Linked DNA regions of Mus musculus: region 2 is linked to region 1. Evidence: chromatin contacts called from public HiChIP or PLAC-seq data. All regions are on one chromosome and are shown on one strand. Each heading gives the region's core, a stretch centred on a gene start, on an enhancer-like site or on the middle of the called end of the contact. The rest is flanking DNA. Distances are from core to core; before and after follow the strand shown.

Region 1 (3,415 bases), core at 374-2,873:
ATTCGGAAAAATTCAATAAAATGCTACTAACATCTGCAAATATGCATCATGGAAAGGAAGCCCAGTTACTAAAAATGGGAAACAAAAGCAGGGGTATCCTCTTTTCATAAAAGTCAGCAGCTAAATTAAACACTGTAGTCGGTATCTACTGGCAGAATCAAAGATTTGTTTCTACTTTATAATGAAAGCAAGTTTCATTCAATTTAGTTCCTTCCCGGGCATCATCTCAACCTGTCAGAATTCTACAAGAAAAAAAATTTAAATGAAATAGGGAAGACACTAGGATTCCCTTCTACATAGCTTCTTTTTCTGAAACCACATCACTAAGTCTTGGATTTCCTTTACTCCACAGTAAGCCTCAGACTCCAAATATAAATTCTTTAACCCCCGCTTCTCCGTTCAATTACACTTGAACCATGCCAACTACAGAACCTCAGCCGAAACCCCTACAAATAGGTTTGCAATTCATCTTGGAAGTCGTGCCCTGCAGCAACTGTCTATCTCCAAACTCAGGGATATCACCCAAATACAACGCAACGGAATCAGACATGCAGAGCACACACGACTTCCGCGAGGGAGGGAAACGCGACCCGGGAAAAGTGCGCTCCTCACCAGCCTCAGGACCATCCACCGGGGAGTGAGAATGGGAGGGGGGGGGTGTCCCAAAAGGGAGGGGGAGAAAAGAACCCGACAGAGGGAAATCCTTCCTTCTCAAGGGAAAAAAAAAAAAAAAAAAGGCTGGCTCTCCCGGCCACGGGAAGCAGCCGGTCCTCGCGGAGGAGAAGAGGCAGACAGAGAGGGAGGGCCCTGTGCTAGGAAAGGCAGAAGGAAGGCACTTTCCGGGGTCCGGACTAGAGCCTAGCACCCGGCTCCCGGGGGAGGTGAGGAGTGTCCCGTCGTCTGCAGAGGGGACAGCCGGCCGGCGAAGGGGCAGCAGAGGCGGAGCAGAGTTCGCCTGCCGAACCCCGAGTCCTGTCAGGCAGGTGCCATGGGGCCGCCGGGTGGGGGGGGAGGGGAGAAAAGGGGGTGGAGATGGGATTCCCCCCTCTCGGAAGAGCTTTAGTGGAGGAGGCGCCCGGCCAACCCCGAGCAGCGTGCTTCAGACTGCGGAGCAGGAATCCCGCCGCCCGCACCGGCAGCGCGGAGCCCCGCAGCGCCCGCCGCACCGGCCCCTCGGTCCCCGGGGGCCAGAGACTTTGGCTGCTAGGGCTCCGGGGCCTGACACCCCACCGTGCCTGCCCCAGCTCCCCCGGGGAGCACACGGGAACACCCGAATCCTCAGCAGCTCTCAGCGGTTGTAAAATACACCCCCCGGTCCCCCTCCTCAGCCTGCCCTCTTCCCGAGGCCGCAGGGAAGCACCACCGCGGGCGAGAAACCTCCAGCAAGTCGCGGATAGTAGCCGTTGCGGCTCCCCCGGACCTCCTCCCCCCGTTACCTGTGAGGACTCCGACACGGATTTGATGGTCGTGGTTGGTGAGGATCATTCCCTCGGTCGCCATGTTTCCCAGCGCAGTCACCGCACTGACAGGAGCCAGGAGAAGCCGGAGCCCGGAGCGCGCCGGCCGGGAGCGCGCTTGCCTTGGAGAGCGCGAGAGCGAGGGCGCCCGGGGAGCGCGAGGCGAGCGGGAAGGAGGGGGCCGAGCGCCCGGTGGCCTGCGTGGGGTGGGGGGGAGAGGCCGCGCCAGGAGCGCGCGGGTCCGCGGAGGGGGCGGAGTCGGGCCGCGCGACCCCGAGTCCGGCCGGGAGGAAGCGATCCCGGGGTGGGAGTAGCGGCGGCCTCGCGGAAGACAGAGCGCGGAGGCGGCGGGGCAAGGCCGGCGAGACCCAGAGGCTCTGCGGAGTGAGACCCAAGACGCCTGGATGGCAAGAGACTGAGAGGGGGAAAAGGGAGCACACGCTCTGGAGGTTGCGGGGGCGGACTCGGGGACAGGGGCGGAGCTACACCCCGAGGCGTGCAACTCGTGGAGAGTGAGGGGAGGAGTGCGAGCTTGGCTGCGGAGTGCCGGGAGCGGGAAGGAGCCGGCCCAGCCTAGAGTGGGACCCAAGGAACGTTCCTGGGCGCGCGAGTAGCGCGGGATTGGCTGGGCGGACGCGGTGCGGGTGCGCGCGAGGCACGAACGCAGCCTCGGCGGGCCCCAGACAGAAGCAATCCCCCGCCGAGCCGGCAGCCTCGTCAGTTTTCCGCCGCCTCAGGCCGGCCGGCTCTGCCCGCGATGGAGCCACTCCGGACCAGGTGCGGCAGCGAGGTGGGCTCACCTCCTCTGAAGGCACCGGAGAACCTAGAGGTGGCTTAAGGAAGCGGCATGGGTGGCAGAACGGTGGCCGCTGTGACGAGAGTCCCCTCTCGGGCAGAGATAGGTTACCCTGTGCCGCCCCAGCTGTGACCTGCAGTCAATGCTCCCTCTGACTTCGCTTTGGCCCCGCTCGGTGACAGCCTACCACAGACGTCGTAGACGGAGCTTATGTGTCTGCAGCAGGGCACGTGGAGTGGAGATTCCTCTCTCTCTCTCTCTCTCTCTCTCTCTCTCTCTCTCTCTCTCTCTCTCTGTCGTCCCCTAGATGCTGTGACATTTAAGTTTCAGTGTTTCTGGAATATGGAATTACTCTGAAAATGTGGTCATTTAGTTCTGTGTCTTTCATAAAGTGTTATTAGCCACCTCTATTTTGTGTAGGTTTGCTAAATATCCTTTTCTGGCTTAAGTGTGTGTATGTTTTCTCATTTGTTCACCATAGTAAAACCTAAAAGCAAAACAACAACAAAAAAAGTATCAAAACTGTTTAATAATCTGCTCTTAGTCTAAAATCTCAATTATATGGTTATGTGCGGTTTGTATTGTTCCAGTAAGAACATAGCATTACTCATTCTATTCACTAAAGATTCACATTGTGCCTTTATATAAGAGGACAAAGGAAATGATGGGTGGAGTTGAGAAAGGATAAAATAATTCGTTTTTGAAGATATGTATACTAGTATTTCTGGCAGTGGATTAAATTTGTAAGCCAGATCATGAACTCACCTCCCATAATTACTACCAAAGATCCTAGTGGCAAAACAAGTTCTAACTGGTCTCAAAAAGAGGGAGATTGCTGAGAAAGTATGCCCAAATGTGTCACTTATCTCAAACTAAAGATGAAATAAAAATTGTTGATTACATCATAAGCTTTCAAGTCTATTATAGTCTATGTGGTACATGCAAATTCTATATGATTGGGAAAGTTTCTTAGTATTTAGAACTTCTAAACCTGCCCACTAACAGGTTCCTTCAAACTTTAAAGGTTAATAGATTAAATGGGCATGCCCTCCAACTTAGAATAGTTTATAATTTTTTATGGGAAAATAACTAGCACTTTCACAAATCAATAACAGAACACAGGACTTTCTGCATCTATAATAGTAGTAATGGTGAAATTCAT
Region 2 (3,761 bases), core at 431-2,930, 410 kb before region 1:
ATGGGCCTCTCTTTCCACTGATGGCTGACTAGACCATCTTTTGATACATATGCAGCTAGAGACACGAGCTTGGGGGTGGGGTGGGGGGGTAACTGGTTAGTTCATATGCACTTTCTCCTCCCTCTTTTGTCTTCCTCTCTTATTCCTTTCTCTTCCCTCCCTCTCCCCCCTTTCTTGGCTGTTTCTCTTCTCTTGCTCACTCCCTGTCTGCCATGGCCAAGACTGGTCTGTTAGTTGTGTTCAGTCTACTTTCTCTCCCAGCTCTGTGCTCTTCAAGATGCCCCTAGCTATTCTCTCTCTCTCTCTCTCTCTCTCTCTCTCTCTCTCTCTCTCTCTCTAATTAAAACTTTCCCCTCAACCATACCTTGGGGCAGTCACACCATCACTTTTTACAGTTAGAAAGGTGAAGTCTTAGCCCACTTCAGCTGATTCATAAGTGGGGTTTTCATTAAAACCAGGTAGCTTATGTTCAGATACAATGAATGTTTCCTGCTGACTAAACAATGAGTAAGCTGTATCACTCTTAAGTCCAGTCTCCTTCAGCCATTAGCCTATCTGAAACACTGCAGTCAAATTATTTTTCTAAATAATGACTTACTATACCACTTCTGCTTTTTAAAAAAAGCTTCAAATTCAACTGGTATGGGCAAGTCTAACCCCAAATATGTGCCAAATTTATGTGTATTCTTTCTGCCCCAATCTTTTGTTCTAATTAGTCTAGCCTAATATTGCAAAATTTATGCTTTCTATTTGGATTAACCTATCATCTTTTTCTATCCAAATGCTACTAATTCTTCAAATTTCTGGACTTTATAAATTTGTTCTAACCATTTAAGCTTAGAGTTGCTAAAGCTTTTCTGATATATTTTCATCACATTTTCAAAATTATAGCAAAGATATTTAGATTCCATTTCTGCCTCTTCACTAACTAGCTTTATAATGTTAGAGGAATTCATTAACATTGCTGGGTTTCAAAATTAGACCTTTTTTTAAGGAAAGAAAGGAGACAAACCAAATCCCTAGAAACTCCAACACATTGTGTTCCTTATAGTGTGTGCAAATATAGAGAATATATTTCAATGTAGACTTATTATTTCTAGAACACTTAACAATACAGTTAACTTTCAGGTATTTGAAGCCTTCCTCTTATAATTCTCACTGACTTATGAACTCACTTTCTTCTTTTAAACAAAAAGTACACAAGACATAGGCAAATGTTATAGGCTGCAGAAATGGACCCACAGTTAAAAGCATTGGCTGTTCTTTCAGAGGATCCAGGTTTGGTTCCTAGCACCCACAAGACAGCTTACAACTGCCGATAACTTCAGCCCTAGGGATCCAATGTCCTCTTTGGCCTCCACAGCACTAGGCACACATGCTGTATAGATAGATATACATGCAGGCAAAATGCCCACACAGACATTAAACAAACAAACAAACAAATGGCTGGTAAACTTTAGCTTAAATCAGTTTAAACAGTTATAACACTTACTCTTCTAGTTTTATATTGACTGAAAAAACCATGGTAAATGATAAGAACAAGAGCTATAAAGTATAATCATACAGAAACTAAAAGCCACACTCAGGACTTTTCAGAGGACAAGAATCTACGGATCACTTTCTACCCTTATCTGTCAGAGCTCAGCCTGGCTCGGTGCTTGAAAACATTCCTGAGCTGTTTCTCACCCAGAGTTCCTCCCATGACTACTTGTTTCCTTGTAGAGGTTCTCACAGAGCCTTCTGTATAACAATATTTGCTTTCACTAGAAAAGGGAATGCATAGCAAAAAGAATGAAGAGGCAACCTACACAGAATATCAATTGCTGGACAGTGATGTACCTTGTTTCCCTTGCTAAATTCCTAGTACAGATTTTCATTAGAAAAGCAGTCCATTCTTTCCTCCCACACTCCACCTCTGAGTTCTAAACCATTCATCTCAGCTCCTTTAATACAGCACTCTAAGACTGAAAAAGCCTATATTAGCAACACTCAAACAACAACCCTGTTCTCAGTTTTATATAAGGTATTGCTACCAAATAAAAGGGTATACACTAGAAAGTGGCACATTTCTCTGAATTGCCCACTATCCTGGTTTTATAGTTTGTTGTTCAGTATGCTTTGAGGTTAAATTTAAAACCAACACTACAACATCATCAGGAAACATCTATCACACATTAATTAAGAACTTTACAGCTGTATTAGATCATAGGGTCCTCTTCCATCTCAGTCTCCCCCACTCTCTCAGCTCTCTCTGGGGCAGAGAGTTGCTGTGCTCTTGCACTCTCCCTTCTTGCAGCTGGAAACACCCTTGAATTATAGCTTTACTTTCAGTGCCTTGTGACTTCTGGCACGTAGGCTAGGTTACCATGGTATGGAACTTTATCCTCCCACCCTGAAATTCCCTTCCTTCCTGAGTTTGAAAGGCATGAAAGGTCTGTGTCCCTCAAGGGCCTTGATGTTATCTCTTCTAATTGCCCTCCCACTTCAGGATCTCATCACTCATGAGTCTGTAAGTCTCTTAACAAAGGACAATTCAGTCCTTTTCCACAAACCTGCTTTTTAAAAAAGTTATATCTATTAGTACACTAACTCAAGAGTACTTTAAAGGTGTTTTGCTTTTGTAGTAAGATAATGTCAGTAATACAGTCTATCAAATACCTATGTACCTTAAAAAAGAAAAAAGAAAAAAAAAACAAGAAAAAAAAAATAAAGATTCTTCCCAAACCAAACCAAACCAACCAAACAAACCAACAAAAAAACCCAAAACAAACCTGGCTGTAGTGGCCAAGACCCTTGGTAATTAGAAGTTTGTCTGTGCTACATAACACGCATGTACACACATGCATGCATGCACATTACATACCCCATGGAAAATATCAAACCAAACCAACATGGAAAGTGAAGAATAGAAGTAAAAATACATAGAATTATGGGTCAGAACAGTGCAATTTAGGGCTAGGATATATAATAATATGAATAATAACTAAAAAGCTCCCTTACCCTTCCATGTCATAAAGAGTTCATAAATGTAATTGAAGGCAGGGCCAGCACCACTGTTTGGTGGGAACTAAGACGTTTTATGCTGAGTTTGTTTCTTGCTTATTTTATCCTTGTGGTTTTAAACTCTTAAGTCCATCCTACCTCCTCTCGGAAGTGTGTGTGTGTGTGTTCTTTAAAGTTGTAGCTATGTCCTGGTTTTAGGTGCTTAAAATTTATATTAAAAGACAGATTACTGATTAGGTCCAAATTCAAAGAACTAGATATCTTTCTCCTGCTGTGAAGCTCTTCCCACTTTCGTTCTAGGAGGTGGCCTCTGACTAGGTGACATGCATAGTGATCGTCAGCTTCTTTAAACAGCCAGGTGAACATATGAGTAAGAATTTTTAAAAGGAATGAAGTTTAAAGACACATCAAATAATCTCAGGAAAGAAGAAATTTAAGAAGCTACCCATATAATATTAATGTTCAAGATTTGGCCTGCGACCATTTCCCATCTAGGATGGGTTAATAATGTTAGTAGAACATACCTTGTGAACTGAGATCAGAGCCTTTCTAAAGCACTCATCATTAAGGAAGGGTCAATGCATAATGAGCTTTCTACAGTGGTAAAGAAAATAAGGGAGATACAGGTGACAGATATATGGTATCTATCACTCCAGTGGATCTTGTTTTATTTTTACTAGGTTGATGTTTAATTATTACAAGTAGTGACACTTCTAGAGAACAGAAATTTGTATCATATGAAAAGGGCTAAGTAGCAG

The links. HiChIP or PLAC-seq counts read pairs in DNA pulled down with a chosen protein or histone mark.
Region 2: a contact with region 1 is called in an H3K4me3 HiChIP or PLAC-seq map of stem cell-derived neural progenitor cells, with 2.5 times the contacts expected there. The contact joins the enhancer-like site here to the promoter of Gphn in region 1. A contact is called at or near these places in 2 of 39 promoter capture datasets (3T3-L1-derived adipocytes and the HPC-7 cell line) and 8 of 115 datasets of contacts at active chromatin or transcription factors (the 230-238 cell line, the NIH/3T3 cell line, embryonic forebrain and 5 more).

What each region holds. Positions count from the first base shown.
Region 1 is chr12:78,224,863-78,228,277 of GRCm38.p6, reverse strand. Gphn (gephyrin) reads right to left here and starts at 1,623. Exons shown (of 23, transcript NM_145965.2): 1 at 1,437-1,623. The coding sequence starts at 1,500.
Region 2 is chr12:78,638,225-78,641,985 of GRCm38.p6, reverse strand. The region is part of intron 17 of Gphn (gephyrin); the gene reads right to left. Among named protein-coding and RNA genes, the nearest start is that of Fam71d, 51 kb to the left of the region's middle. Within about 2 kb of position 1,680, at least 48 of the 459 cell types and tissues checked have an H3K27ac peak or open chromatin away from gene starts, as enhancers often do. A contact at or near this core is called in the NIH/3T3 cell line and stem cell-derived neural progenitor cells, where this site is marked.